2 separate regions of the Mus musculus genome follow, and region 2 is linked to region 1. The links are chromatin contacts, called in public promoter capture Hi-C maps. All regions are on one chromosome and are shown on one strand. The core of a region is the stretch at or near the end of the contact, and the rest is flanking DNA. Distances in the headings are between cores, read along the strand shown. Region 1 holds the start of Camsap2 (calmodulin regulated spectrin-associated protein family, member 2). Region 2 has its middle 34 kb from the start of Camsap2.

Region 1 (7,906 bases), core at 1,669-4,168:
CATGTAGCTCAGGCTGGTCTTGTACTTGTTATGTAGCCTAGGATGGTATTGAACTCCTGGTCTTTCTGTCTTAATCTCCTAAGTGCAGTGCTGGAATTGTGAGCCTGTGCCAGCGTGCCCAGTTTAGGAAGCCGCTTCTTCAGCTGTCTTGTTCAATATGGACTCCTCAGCACTTGGGAGCTCCATCAGTAGGGGCTGATGAGTGAATGAATACACTTCTACATCTATTCAAAGACAGAGCTTGATGATGACTACAAGGAAAGAAGTCTGCTTGGCGTTTCAGGATTTCCAGGAAACTGGGAAGGGAGCAAGATAGAGAAGGGAGCTGTGTGTGCATGGGAATCAGAGCCTAGGAGGACTGACACCCCAGACCTGGAGGTAAAAAGCAGAAGGCATCTGTGCAGCTGGAAGAGCAGGCCCAAAGAATCGCCTGGCTTTGGTTTTTGCTTCAAACAAAGTCAGTTGTCTTCAGAAGGTAGAGGAGAACATTTCTTCTCGACAGCGATAGTCCACAGAGACTTCTAGCCTTAAAAGGGATCATTCTGAAGGTGTCACAAAGAACACCCTATTAGAGTGTCTGCCGCCCTGAAAATGAATCCTCCCTCTTTGTACTCAGGGTGTTTCCCTGTTAATAACAGGCTCCAACTATGACCCCAAGTTGTTTCACAGCCTCCCTCAGAGTAAAAGCTGCTCATTGTTCCCAAGCTGCCCTCCCTCCTCATTGCTAAACACACTCCTTCCCAATTGGGGTCATAGTAATGCTATCCTCACTAAAGCTTCACCGTTGTGTCGTCCTATCAAGGGACAAGCCAGAGCAACTGCCTTTGTCTCTTCTCTTCCTCATGTAGTCTATTGAGGTTGAAACAGTTTTCAATGAGATTTGACACATATTTGTGGAGAATGCTGCCTGAGCACAGTGCTGGGCTAGAGCACAGGTAACACAAAGCCTGATTGCTGCCTTCGAGAATCTTGCATTTGCTTGTGGATTCACATAACAGACATAATATTTCAGTATCACTTTCTAATTTTTCTAGCCCATAGATTTCTCTTAACTTGGTATGTATGTGCTGGAATCCTGTTGAAGTTGGATTCAAGAACATTATATTGGACAGCAGTCTCTAAGACATCTTCCAAGTATCCCTACCCATATATTTTTGCTGTGATTATTTTTTTTGTCTTTTACAGCATGTACCATATTTATGATATGTTCTCTTTATTTGTATATGTGCTAGCCCCTATTCAGAGAGGGAGCAGGAACCCAGAAGAGTACCCAAGGAGTGGAGACAGAAGACCTGGGTTTGAGTTTGAAGCCAGACTCCAATACAAATGGAAGGAGAAATCTTGGTCACGGCACCTGGTCTCTATGATCCTCAGTCCTACATCTAGAACAGGAAGACAATTAGTGCTTAGTTCATCAAATAAATATGGAAACTAGTTACCATTTGAATGTGCTTTGACAAACCAGTTAATACATTAATTTTTCAAAGGGGCTTGCCCATGAGAAAAACCCTATTAATATTAATTGAATTACTAAAAAAATATGCCAATCACCCAATGGCATATTATTTCTAGTGCCTTTTTTCCTGCTTGGCATTGTTAGTGGGGCTTATCTGTAATGCCTTATTGGGTTCAAGGAGGAGTGTTTCTGGGGATTAAACAGAAATCAAAAGGGAGGGGCTTGCTCCTGGAGCTGCCCTTTTCGATAGTAGGGATCAAAACGCCTCCCCTCATGTTTCATATGTCTCCCATCTTAACGGCTGATGATAATAGGGAGGCCCTAGTCGTACAAAGTAAGATAGTTCTGGGTTCAGACTGTGACTATGCCTTTACTATATCTGCAATTTAAGAGGCTTTTCTGACTCTTAGCTCTCTCATCTGTAAAATGAAAACCACCCAGGATTACATAAATTAAAATCAGATGTGTTAAAACAAGAAGTGGGGAATTAGAAAGTTAACCAAACTCGGTGTTAACTACAGTAACATTCTCCCTTTGACCCTAGACATTGATAGAGCAACTACTGTGAGGTTTAGCATCATATAGGTGTCAGAGACAAGGCAAGTCAGCTTGAAAGCTAAAGACAGTTGGTGGTTGGAATGCAGTGTGACAAGTTATGACATAAAGGACATACATTGCTCTGGAATCAGTTCTGCACGGGAAGTTGGCAGTATCAGGGAAGGCTTTCTGGAGGGAGTGACTACTGTGGACAGAGACCACAGAGACAGGCAGCGCACAGCTCTGAGAAAGCATACCCATGTGGGGGAACGGAGAGAGTTCTGGCAAGACGAACTGCGACAAATCATAATTGTGGATGTTCTTTGTGGAAGGGTTTATGTTTCTTTCTACGAGGAAACAGAAGGTACCAAAAAACCGGATCCTTCACTTAGAAAACTTAAGTGGGGAGTATCAAGTTAAAACGTCATGACGTGAAATGTATACAGCTTTGGAGAGTTTAAACCTGACCTTCAACCCTGGTTAAACCCCATGGGTGACTTAAGTTACTGCATCCCTCCATAATTTCGTGGTCAACCAGCTGTATCACCTCTCTCAGGGTTACTGCAAGGATTAAATGGGTGTGCAAGGCAAATTCTCAGCAATACGCGTGTGACATAAGCAGCATTTGAAACAAATATCAATTCTCTTGGCTGAACCACGTGTAGCGGGAGGAGAAAAGCCTCTCCTCTCCCTTTCTTTCCTTCCCTCGTCCAGCAGTGTCGGCGGCAGCAGCCCAAAGCTGCGGATGTACAGAACGTCCAATCCAGCGGGCACTGTGCTGATTAATGGATAGGGGCGCGGAGCCCATCGCGGGCGGCAGCGAGGCTGGGCATGCTCAGTGCGCATGGCGGCGCAAGACAGCGGCGGGGGCGGGGCCGGGCGCGCCAGGCGCATGCTCAGTGTTCCCATCTGCTCTTTCCATCCAGTGCCGCAGCCGGAAAACCGCAGCGACGGCGGCGGCGGCGGCTGAAGGGGAGCGAGGCGTCCGGCCACGGGAGGGGTAGCGGAAAATACGAGGACAAGCCCGATAAGGCAGGAGCCGAGGGCCCGTGATTTGATTTGCGGCCTCCCCCAGGCCGCTGCCTTGGCCCTGAGCTGCGCCGAGGAGGCGGGCGGCGGCGATCGGAGCGCCGGAGAAGCGCCGGGCCGCGGGCGGCTCGCGCGCTGCAGCGATTCTGACGTTTTCCGCGGCGGGTCCCGCGGCCCGAGGGGCGGCCGTGAGTGAGGCGGGGCGTGCGCGCTCCGCCATGGCGGGGACACTGTCCGCGACGTGATCGTCCAGGCTGCCCCCGCCCGAGCATTCCGGGCCCTCTCAGCCGCCACCCTCCTGCGAGCCCGTGTGACTAAACGGAGACAAAGGGGAGGCGGAGGGGCAGACCCGGGCCGGAGCGAGCGCGGCCGGGTGCCGCCTCACGTCTATGCCCGGGGCCGCGGCGGCTCCCGCGGGCGGCGGACTCGCGACGAGCACAGCTGAGCTTTTCCGTGCCCGGCGCCCGGGAGGGCCGCGACCGGCGCGGACGATCTGAACTCCTCTCTCCGCCACACCATGTGAAGGCCGTCGTCCCTCCATCCCAACCAGCCGCCGTGAAAGATGGGGGATGCTGCAGACCCGCGGGAGATGAGAAGGACGTTCATTGTTCCAGCCATCAAACCCTTTGACCACTATGACTTCTCCAGGGCCAAAATCGCCTGCAATCTGGCCTGGCTGGTGGCCAAAGCCTTTGGGACAGGTAAGTGGTGTCGTCCCTTTCCTCTTCCTCCCGATGCTGTCCACATCCCAGTTTTTGTTCCTGATTCCAGCCCCCTCCCCCATGTGTATCTTCCGGTACAGGTTTAGGGAGATGACGGGAGACGAGCTCTAGGAGAAAGAAAGAAGGCAGGTTTGGTCTTAAATGAGGTGCCCTTGACTGACGCGGGAGGGGTTGACCGGGTTCCTTTTATTGAATAGCGTGTGTCTAAATTCCGCGAGCAAATTATCGTGTTTTCCCAAAATGGCTCTAATGTGTGGTGTTTTCCTTATTATCTTGCATACGTTTCCCTTTCGGTCATAATTGTGGTTACCATACCAAGAAATCTGAGCTTATTACTGGAAGAAGGTGGGGTACTATATTGATCTTGACATTTGTAATGGTGGTTGCTAGTCAGGCTATGTAGGATGAAAGGTGGTCAGTGTTGAAGTGCAGTATCTTTTGTAGGCGTTCCTTACTCCTCTCACAGCCTTTCATACACATTCCAAATTCTCGTTAAGCCACCCATTAAAACCACTTTTAGTTTTCTGACTGGATAGTGCTTTTTCACTTAATGTCACTGAGGCATATTTCCTTTTCCAAATGTATTTTGACGTCATAAAATCAGATAAACAACCCCTCCTTCCTTTGAATTTTTCTTTTTTGAAGTAGAAGTGGTTTTTTGGGGGGGCTTGGGGCAGGGATGTGTTGTTGACATAGAAATCCTGTAGTACAGCAGTAATTAAACACTCTCTCTCTGACCCAGCCTTCGCAGAATAACAGGAAAGGGACCTCCTGCTGTAATTCCTCAGCTCTTGCTTTAGGAGCCCTTGTTGTGGAATGCTTTAAAAAAAATAGAGAAGTTCCTTCATGCTTGCAAAATTGTCTCTGGGTTGTTTGTGGGGGATGACTGATTTCTTGTTTTAGGACTGTGAAAATATGTGGCTAAGTGGTTTAATCCAGCTTTATTGTTTAACTGTATACATAGGCAAGTGTTTACAGAGCTTGTATATCTAGGCTAAAGACTAGATGAATTCCCCCCCCCCCCCCGTCAGTAAAAGTATTTGTAGTCATTTAGAAGAAATTTTTATGTTTATGTCTGTCTTAATTTTATTTTCCTATACTTTGATAGAGAGCTGACATCAGGAATGAATGGTTTTTTGAACTAGCTTAAATTTTAAATGGAAAACAATAATAGGAAGCACAGATAATACTTTTTAAAATTTCGATATGAAGAATTAGGATAGCAGTATCCTAACTATCCATTTGGAGAACAACTGGGGCGCTCTAAGTATCTAGAGAACAGGGAAATTGACACGGTTTCCTGTGTGGAAGCTGGAAGACAGAGGAGCCCAAAGGCATTTTCTTACCATCTGAGACGGAGAGGGCGCTTAAAGTGCAGAGGTGAATGTATTGCTGTTCATTCTCACAGAGGCTTCTGAGCAGAAACGCCCTGCTTTCTGGATGTGTGTCAGGCTGGTCACTGGAGTCTGGTGTGCTTGAACACACTTGAGAAGAAAGAAAGTAAAGGTGTGTACTGTCAGTGGGATCCGACTTCTTCCAGGCCCTCTGTGGCCCTTGGCATTGTTTTAAGTTAGGATCCACTCTGATGGCAGTGTGCTTTGCATTAAAGCAGGAGGGAGCCAGGGCAGCAATTGGCCTGGAGAAAAGATCTAAGTAAGTCCTCAAGAGAGTGACTTACAAATTGAAACAGTCTTTAAAATGGCTGTGTGTGTGTGTGTGTGTGTGTGTGCATGTGTGTGTGCGTGTGTGCGCGCGCGCGTCTGTTTTCTGAGAGGGTCTCACTTGTGTGTTCAGCTGACCTGGTACTTGATATAAAGTCCAAACTGGCCTCAAACTCAAAGCAATCCTCTGCCTTAGTGCTAGGATTAGAAATGTATGCCACCATGTTCCACGTTTGCTTTGCTTTACTGATAGTCTTTTTTTTTTTTTTAAATGATTTACTTTTATTTTATGTGTATTGGTGTTTTGCCTTGTATGTGTGTCTGAGGGAGGGTGTGGGATCTCCTGGACCGGACGGTACAGTTGTGAGCTGCCATGTGGATGCTGTGAATTGAGCCCTGGTCCTCTGTGAGAGTAGTCAGTGTTCTTAACCACTGAGCATTCCCTCCAGCACCCTTTGGCAATCTTTAAAACATGTAACATAAACTTACGTATTATTTACATAGAGTAAATAGAAAAAAAGGTTAAGCTTTTTTAAAATATATTTTTTGATGGATTTTTATTTGCCACATACACACAACAAAGTTAATAAACAAGTATTTCAAATTGTTTTATTCAAAATGTTAACCCAGCTTTTTAGGATAATGTTGTTGTTAGAAATAGTTTGTTGTCTTATGTATTATTTATATATTCTGTGTGCGTGCGAGTGTGTCCGTGCTCCTTCTTCCTCACGCATGAGAGGACAACTTGCTGGAGTTGGTTCTCTCTTTCCCATGTGGATTCCAGGGCTAAGACTCATGTTGTTAGTCTTGGTGGCAAGGGCTTATACATTGAGCAGTCTTACGGGTCCCTTTCTAACTTGATACACAAAAAATTATCAGTTTTAGAGCTGTATGTTGGAAAAGCAATTTATAATGGTTAACGCACAGTCAATTGTGGGCAAAGAATAAATTAATTTAATTGTAACTCCAACAAGACACTAGCATCGTGATACCTAGAAAGCAGATATGAGGTATTTGTGTGAGTAATATTCTTGTTCTGAAAAATATTCCAAAGGCCTCATCTTTTGGGGTAGGATGTGTTTTCATTAGTTTTTAGTTTTTGAAAGACAGTGTCTCATGGGATCTAGACTAGCCTTGGCTTCACCATATAACCAAGAATTACACTGAACTCTGATCCTCCTCCCTCAGTTTCTAGAGTGTGTGCTGGAGATTACGGGCTCCAGTCCTAACAGTTTATTTTCTCAAAGAATGCCTCTATGCTTTTGTGTAAATGAAGAATAAGTTTGTGTAGATGAATTTACAGCAGCAATAGGTGTTCTGGTTGTAAAAGAGGAGGTTGAATTGCCTGATAACCTTTATTGTGTTTGAAGACTTAACATATTCAAGCAGCCATATAATTGAAATTGCCTTAAATGTTTTGTTCCTTTAAATCTTCCAGCTGATGGGTATAGAATCTCTTGGAAGGGATTTTTTTCTGCTCCCTACCCCTCTGTGTGTGTGTGTGTGTGTGTGTGTGTGTGTGTGTGAGAGAGAGAGAGAGAGAGACAGAGACAGAGACAGAGACAGAGACAGAGCCAGAGAGACAGACTCATGATATAGCCCTGGCTGATCTCAAACTCACAGTGCTCACAGTGTAGACCAGACTAGCCTGGAACTCACAGACTCTTCTGCCTCTACCTCCTAAGTGCTGGGACTGAAGGTATATACACCACTGTGCCTGGCGCTCGCGCACGCGTGTGTGTGTGTGTGTGTGTGTGTGTGTGTGTGTGTGTTTGTGTGTTTTGATACAGATTCTTGCTGTGTGGTTTTGGGTAGCTTAGAATTCTTGTGAGTCCTATTCGGCCTCTTGATTGCTGAGATTGCACAGGTGAGCCTTGATGTCCACCTTAAGGCCCATTTTGCAGTGTCAATTTATCATGTTAACTTTAGTAGCTAAGTTTTCATTGTGTGTGTTTCCATGTGTGCATGTGACTTTGCCTCTTTTCCACCCCTGTGGCACATAGGCAGAATCACTCTCTGCTTTTTGAGACAAGTTTTCTCATGGAACCTGCAGTTTTGCAGTCACTCAGATCCTCATGCTTGTTCAACAAGCAATTTTACTTAAACAGAGCCGTCCTCCCAGCCCCTCTTCCTTATCCCATCTAGTTAGTGGTATCAGACCATTATTTCTGTTACTTACCAGCAGACATTGCTAAAATCCTATAGAAGTCCTGACTCTCAGATACTTACAGGGATTGTTAGAGCATTGGGTAGCCATGAGGTGAAAAAAAGTCATGGGGCAAAGGCTGTTTGGGACATTATTGCAAGAGTTTGGACAAGAGGTGATGAGGACTCAAGGTGGGGTGGATATAATAATAAACCTGCTGTATTATTGAGCACTTACTGTTTGTCACACACATCACACATAGTATCTTATTTTAATTCTCATGATGGCCTTAAGAGGTGGAAACTATTAATCATCCCAGTTTACAGGGTTCAGGAGCTCATCCAGAGGCATCAGA
Region 2 (7,906 bases), core at 2,577-5,076, 34 kb before region 1:
ACAGGAGAGCATAGTGTCTGCACATGAAAACCCCAAGTTAAAAGAAACCAAGAGGAGAGAGAGAGAGAGAGAGAGAGAGAGAGAGAGAGAGAGAGAGAGAGAGAGAGAGAAGCAAGCAGAAGCTCTCAATACTTACAAGAAAGGACAAGCATCTACATACATAAAGAACAGCAATAAAGGGAAAGGAGCCCGCACCAAAATGGTCAAACAATGAATCAGGCAAACACTTACAGTCCCTGACAGCATAGGTATATTCTCTACACTACGCGTAGATCTCTAACAGAAAAGGAGTCCACGCATATCCTAAACTGGTCAGAGACCATACCATCTCCAGAAGAGTCATAAATGCCATGGACCACAGGTAAATATGGTCACACTTGCTGGTATTAGGAAAATAAACCTTAAAACAATAAACTATACTATTTTGTCCATTAGACTGTAAAAAGAACAACAGTGACCATGTTGTTTGGAAGTAGGAAGAAAAAGATAGCCATTAAGTATCTTTTTTGAGTTCTTTGGATAGGGATCCATTACTGTCTACTTAAAGCCACACACATGGCTTCAATGAACATGGTAATCTTTCTGGAAATCTGTTGCCTAGAAAGAAAAGTCCTGGGATCTCTGTGTAATGCCATTTGGTCCACTTTAGGGCTCAAAGAGACTCTGTCTCAGAAAACAAGGTGGCTGGCTTCTGAGGAACAGCATGTAAGGTTGGCCTCTGACCTTCACACACACACACACACACACACACACACACACACACGTAAATCCACAGACACAATGCACCCACATAAACAAACCTACGCTAACTTGTGCACACATGCACACACATTAATATTTTGTAAAATATAATCCAGTTTTTATAAATTATCAGTCATTTTTAATCTACATATCTGTTCATGGTTATAAATCTGGAGGAAAACAGAACTATTTCAGGCTGTATATACAAATTCTCTGCCCAAGAAGGGGGCGGGGTAAGTGAGGGGAACAGAAGAATAGAGAAGGAAAAGTAAATGATAGAGAAAGATAGATTGACGCTAGAGATGATAGTGGATGGACAGACTATAGGTAAACAGGCAAAACCAAATGAGCATGCCTAGGATATGTGACATTAACTCTCGGGAAATTCTGTGTGTGCGTGTATGCATGTGTGTCTATGTATGAGAGAAACAAAGACATGGAGAAAACATAAAGAGTTATTAGAACCAGGCATGCTGGCTCATGTCTGAAATTCCAACATTTGGGACGTTGAGATAGAAGACTTATAATGAGTTCAAAGCCAGCCTGGGCTAACAATAAGACCCTCTCTTATTGTTACAAAGAAGAAGTTAAAGACATTATAGATCCACTTTTACTATTTTCAGAGGTACTTATGATGCTCTGACAGGTGAAAAACTAAGTTAGGCTGTACATATTTGAACAGGAACACCTGTAAGAACGCTGGAAGTGGTATGTGGCACTCCAGCACTCCAGCATTCCAGCATGCAGCAGGCTGAGGCAGGAGCATTGCAAGTTTCATGCTGGGCAACAAGAGAGACCCTGTCAAGAAAAGAAAGAAGGGGAAAGGTAGGGAGAGAGGAGAAGGGAGAGTGTTAGAAAGTATTAGAAAAAGAAGAAATATTGCCACACAGTATGGAATCTTCAGAAGCCTATATGAAGTATGATTATATATGCCTGTGATGACCAACAAACACATCTCCAACGCATCTGAATGTGTATTTGAGTATTTAACAAGACATGGGAGCTAAAATGGAAAGACACTGAGGCAGCATGGAGAGGCAGCATGGAGAGGCAGCATGGGGAGGCAGCATGGAGAGGCAGCATGGAGAGGCAGCATGGAGAGGCAGCATGGGGAGGCAGCATGGAGAGACAGCATGGGGAGGCAGCATGGAGAGACAGCATGGAGAGGCAGCATGGGGAGGCAGCATGGAGAGGCAGTCTTGGCCTTGTCTTTCCATATACTTGTGCTGTGTTATTTCAGTTATTAATGGAAGCCTGGATTATTACCATGCCATCTTTAAAAGTCGAATGTGGAGCCTCTGAGAGAAAGTCAGCCCATCCCTTTCTGCACTGTGGTACAGGTGTGCATCCTAGCTGCACAGAGAGCACGTGCCACACACTGATTCTGAGGATAGCACCTAGGTGTGATGGGCTTAAAAGAATGGACATTAGAAAAGAATGTAGCAGCATCCAAATTTGGGCGAAGAGATGTACATTGAAACTTCTTGGGAAAATATTATATAGCAAGTGATAGAAAAGAAAACATGTCAGTGATCCCTAAGGCAGAGTTCAGAGAAAGGCTGACTCGACTCAATACGATTGGAAAGATGCTGTTCACAACAGGCAAAACCACAGCCTTTCAGGCCTAAGACCAAGACTCAACTCAGTTCAGGAAGCCAGAGAACCAGGCAGCAAGCCAAAGCTGTATTCAAGACACGCTGCAAAGGCCTATGGGAAAGCACCAGGGCCCCAGATCCACGGCAGAGATCTGCCCGCTCCCTAGCCTGTCTTCCTTCCCTTCCACAGATGCCTGTAGCCTCATCACAGGATGTAGAATGGGAGGTGTTTTCCCCCTCAAAACCTGAGCTTAAGCCTCAAAGCTGTGGACAATAGGTAACAAATGCCCCCTATGCCCAAAAGGAAGACCTAGAAACAGCCGTGGTGGCACTGAGAGTGATCGGTGCTATCACCATTTCCAGCTTCCGGAAGAAGAGATTCCACAATAAGATTCTTGGTAGCCAGAGAATTGTTGTGAGCAGGAAGCCTTATGTTTTCTATCACACCGAATCAAAGGCTGCCTCTTTTGGAAGGGGACCAAGTGACCTGATTTAGACGTTGGCTCTGACTACAAGAAGGGAGGGCTGCTATCTTATTTTCCAGCTGGAAGCTGGATGCCCCACTACCACAATGGACCACATAAGCACTTGGGGCAGAAAATGTTTCCAGGAAACTGGATCCCAGGAGATGAAAGTAGAGGCTTAGAGCCTCCCTCCCTCAGCGCAGGGATCTTAGCTAGCCATGGAGGAAGAGGGTTCAGTGGGAACTGCTAGCCTTTCCATCCAACAACACAGTGTCCTGTATGAACTCCATAGACACAGTGGTGAGCCACTACAAGAGTCTGCCTTGAAATCCTGCACCCCAAGAGCCATTTGCATAGGTGAGGAGAGTCCCTCAGCCATGGGTGACACATCTGAGGACTGAGTCGAAGAGGCCAGGGACAGTATTATGTGGAACACGGAAGGGGTTAGCAAGTCTTCTATGCGGTGTGAAGCAGAAGCATTCGAATGCCTGCCAAGCACTGGCTACCAAAGAAAACTACAGCCACGACCTTTGCCTCCGTCCCTCACCACCTTGTCCCCAACCCTAAGGAGGCAATGAATGACAAGTGGCATGGGTTGGGGGTGGGGTGGAGCAGACCTCTTACCCAGTGCTGGTTCCAAACTCATAGGTCTCACTTTTGAGAGCAGTTTACATTGGAAGAAGGATCCTCCGATTTAACTTGGATCTAGGCGAACACCCTAAAATTGTTCTGAGAACTACAGATCTTGCTCAATAAGAGTAATTTAAGAAGCAGAGAGTAGTAATCTTATTTAGAGCATGCTTGATAGGCAGTGGTCAATAGAATTGCTTCCTAACCCTTCAGGTGTCGGCCCCTCCAATGGTGGAGTTATACCTACACTATCTTTTGCCTTGACCAGCACGAACTGTCCTTGACCACCTGGACCTGAGACACTCTTCAACTTTATTTAATACTTTCCCCTCCATTCCAACCAAACAGTACACGTGAGTCCCAGTGTTGGTGACATTTCCTCCTATTGGAAAGAAAGCACTGCTGGCTGCCTTCCTGGGCCCTGCTCTGTCTAAACCCCACATCCTTCACAAAGCTTGGCTAGCTGGCTGGGATTCATAAAACAAAATAATAATAAAAAATACTGCTTTCTTCGCATATCATATTGCTGACTGACTGGCAATGTGACAATTTGTTCTACCCCACAACTACCTTTCAGCCACAATCCAATTGTCACTTGAAGAATGTCTCCACCGCACGTCGCCTTTGTCTGTTGTGTTGGTCCTCACCTTCACGCCTTGGCCTGTAACTCAGCATGGGCTCCCTAAGGACAACACGGTTAGCTTTTCACCGCTCTCCTCATCCTGTTGCCAGTGGTGGATTCTGGGTAAGTGTTTGCTGTGGGTGTTTATGTTGCTGATGATTCTGGCTTTGCTCTTTTCTCCGTATCAATACCTCACTTCCTGTGGCCCCTCTCAGTGCTGATTGCCCATAAGTTGTCTTCTGGATGACCTGGGAATGAGCCCCGAGCTGGCCGCTGGACCACGTTCTATGGACCAGGTTTCTAAAAGGGGTCTGTGCCACTTTCTCTATTTTTTTAAAAAACGGGAGCAACGGTATGTTTTCCTCTGCACAATCACTAATTATATTAGCAGAGCCAAACAAGATGACGTTAATTATATTTCTCTGTAAATCTGATTATGTATAATTAGCGCTCTGCAGGATCATTTCTGGGGAGATACGGAAATAACTCATCTAAGAGGCTTCTCAAAGGACTGTCACTTTTATCCTCTTTTCAGTTTAGAAATGAAGATTTCAGTCCTGTAGGAATAGAATAGCCGGGCCACGTATCGATTGTAATTCATTTCAAGGATTTGGGTAACGTGAGAAAAATCTTACCTCATCGCTCACTCTCCAAAGGTTAAAGAAATGATGACAACCTATTTTCTGTTTCCCGACTCTCAGCTAGTCCCAAGGAGAAGCCCACTGGGCCCTCCATCAGCCTCAGGTAGTTGAAGTAACAAGACCGACATCTGTTTTCAAGGAAAGCCAAGTGTCCTATTTCATCTGGAGATGAATATGTGAGGAGGGAAGATGAGATCATCTGGTGGGTTTTATTCACCATGCTAATTCCCTAAATAACCCAGCAAAGCCAACCCAGCAGTTAAATTACCTAACTCACCTGTCCGCATCTGACTGGGTTCGCTGATTCTGCAGATTCATCAACCAGGCCCCCACTTTCCCTCGGTTGCTTAAAAATAGGGCAAGGTAGCCCAAGTGTAACTGTTCTCCCACAAGGGGGACAATGCAGTTGGATATTGTACTGGCTATGCTTCTTCTTGCTTGCTTTTAGTGTAATATTGCATTCATTGTGGACAGAGACACCAAGGGTTTAGAGGACACTATTGTTCTTTACATGCTTTGACTCTAACAGATCAGGAGCCCAGTGGGATAAGAGGTCCTGGATTTTCTTACACAGTGTCACCCCTGTTCTCTTCTATGATGCTAACCTGTTAGGTTTATGACTAAATAGTATTTACTGTTTGTGTCTTTGCAGATTCTTTTGCTTCATAGATTATTCTTTAATGAGAAGAAAAGTTTACCCTAGAGAGTATTCCGATTTGGGATTTTTTGAGACTATGGCCAAAATACTCAATGAAAAGAAAAATGAGGGTGTTGCATCTCTTTTGAGCTTTCCTGCCTTGAGTTGGGTCTCTCCTGAAGACCTTGGCAGGCTGCATGGGATATCAGAGTTCACGAGATGTAGTCAGGAGAGGTAGCAAGCTCTAATCAAGCACGTGATTCTGAGCAGTCAACAATATCGGCCAAGCTGGGCTCCAGTAACCACCCACATGAGTGAGGATTACTGGTGGGGTCTGTTAAAGAGGGCGATAGAAATCTAAATGGGAGGGTGTGTCTTAGTTAGGGTTTTACTGCTGTGAAGAGACACCATGACCAAAGCAACTCTTACAAAGGAAAACATTCCATTGTGGCTGGTTTACAGTTTCAGAGGTTCAGTCCCTTATCATCACGGTGGAAAGCATGACAACGTGAAGGCAGATGAGGTATTGGAAGACCTGAGAGTGCTACATCTTGATCCAAAGGCAGGGAGGAGGAAACTTGGGTCTGCACTGGGAGGAGCTTCAACATAGGACCTCAAAGTCCACCCCCATAGTGATGCACTTCCTCCAACAAAGCCACACCTCCTAATAGTAGGACTTCCCATGACCAGACCTATTCAAACCACCACAGAAGGCAATCTTCAGATGAATTAAATATATTTCTAACTATTTTTATCTATACTTTCTTACCTACTTTTATAAACTCCTAAAAAAATAAAATAAAATAAAGTAAAAAAAGAAACTCTTGCTCTTTTTTTTTTAAACTATCACACTTCACATTTTCTGACACCTATGGTGTGCTTTTCATACAGGCATTGCATCCCCCCAAAGTTATCCCAGATTTAAAGAACCCACACTAATGACAGAGGGACTGGGTCTGGAATAGAGTGGTTCTTGTTATTTCGTCCTAATTTTATTCCACCCTTCGGTCTATTGGATCTGCTTTAGCAGCTAACTGCAGGACCTGTGGCAGTGGAAACACGACGCACAGGAACTTGAAGTCAGGGGCTCCTTTAGTTCCCTCTCCATTTCTGTCACAGAATACTTGAGAAAGCACGGAGGGAAGAGTCCGTGGTTTTTGTGAGGTTGCCTAGTTCACTGCTGTGGCCCGGTGGCAGGCAGAACGCAATGGTAGACTGGTGGGCGGAGCCAATGGGCAGATAGCCCTAAGAACACATCTCCAGTAACCCACTACCCTAAGTCAGGCCCCGAGCCGCAGCTCCTACCACACCTCAAACAGTACAGTCTATTTATCCCCCAATCTGTGGATTAATCCATTGATTAGGTCATTGCCTTTCAATGATTGGTTAACAAGTAGGAAACCATACATTTAACACATGAGGCTTTGGGGGATACTTCCTACCCCAAACAGGACAAGACTTCCACATAGAAAAGAGACTGTTACAAAAGCAGTTCTGGACCTGTGCTATGGGATGAACTGAGCAGGGAGTCCTGTCAGTTCCCGGATGACAGGGCCAGGGTAAAGCTGAAGTGTCTCACCTAAAACCTGCTGCTATACAATCAGTACTGCCCCACACGACTGTGCTGAGTGGGCACTGTCTCAGACAGCTAGCTGTCCTGAGTGGGTAAGGCCCCAGGGCAGCGATGCTGAGCAGAGGTGGGGGTGTGATGGGGGTGAGATGGGGAGGGGCAGGGGGGGCTTCTTTTTGTTTGAAGACAGTGATGACTCAAGTTTCTGATATAGTGAACACTGGTGAAGAAGTGGACCCTGTGGATATCATTGTGACAAGGAGCTGTCAGCCTGCAGAGCTGATGGCTTCCCTTTTGTGAGGATGGAGAATAAAATCTTTAATTAATTGAGGTTTGTTTTTTGTTTGTTTGTTTGTTTTTGTAACTGATTCTCCTGTTTTTGTACACAGTGTTACATGGGAGTTTTGTTTTGTTTTTTTCAAACTGTCTCATCAATTTGTCCTTTTGCTCATTAGAGTCTAATGGTTGGTGAAGTGCGGTTACCCGAAAGCACAACCACAGCACAGTATCTTTCTAGATGCTTGGCTTCCACATTCCATGTGACTGCGTTTTTAAAGCTTAGCTGTTGATTTATATTTACTGGAGTCTGTGGAGCAGAGTTCATGGTTTTTAGGCCTCAGGAACAGACTTGTGGCAATCTCAGAAAAATGAACCCCCTGAACTTGTTTGGAGTTCGTTCAGATCCACAAGAATCTTAGGGTCCAGCTTTGGAATTGGGTCACTACAGTGATTGGCTGGCAGGGCTGGGGTTGGGATCTTTGGCCATATGCATCCAAAAGCAAAGGCTCGTGGTCCCCGGCCTTTGAGGTGGCTCAGCAAGGACACTTGTTATGCAATGACGCATAAGCCTGACAACCCAAGTTCACTCCCTGAACCCACGTAAAGGAGAAAGACGAGAACCAACTCCACAAAGTTCGCCTTTGACCTCCACACAGGTGTAGCCTGTACACCCCTCCCTCTCCTGTGTCACCTACACACACAATGATAATTAATTCAATTTAAAATA

What was found. Promoter capture Hi-C pulls out the DNA fragments that hold promoters and counts their contacts.
Region 2: a promoter capture Hi-C map of 3T3-L1-derived adipocytes shows a contact between it and region 1, with 2.8 times the contacts expected there. The contact joins the enhancer-like site here to the promoter of Camsap2 in region 1. A contact is called at or near these places in 7 of 39 promoter capture datasets (the 3T3-L1 cell line, 3T3-L1-derived adipocytes, the HPC-7 cell line and 4 more), 6 of 484 Hi-C or Micro-C datasets (the N1E-115 cell line, brown adipocytes, embryonic fibroblasts and 2 more), 11 of 115 datasets of contacts at active chromatin or transcription factors (the SCID.adh cell line, astrocytes, embryonic forebrain and 6 more) and 3 of 9 other capture datasets (adipose tissue, liver and pancreatic islet).

The regions. Positions count from the first base shown.
Region 1 is chr1:136,341,116-136,349,021 of GRCm38.p6, reverse strand. It overlaps Camsap2 (calmodulin regulated spectrin-associated protein family, member 2), which reads left to right and starts at 2,918. Exons shown (of 18, transcript NM_001347109.1): 1 at 2,918-3,723. The coding sequence starts at 3,585.
Region 2 is chr1:136,376,296-136,384,201 of GRCm38.p6, reverse strand. No RefSeq gene overlaps it. Among named protein-coding and RNA genes, the nearest start is that of Camsap2, 34 kb to the right of the region's middle. Within about 2 kb of position 3,826, at least 22 of the 459 cell types and tissues checked have an H3K27ac peak or open chromatin away from gene starts, as enhancers often do. A contact at or near this core is called in 3T3-L1-derived adipocytes, the N1E-115 cell line, adipose tissue and 3 more, where this site is marked.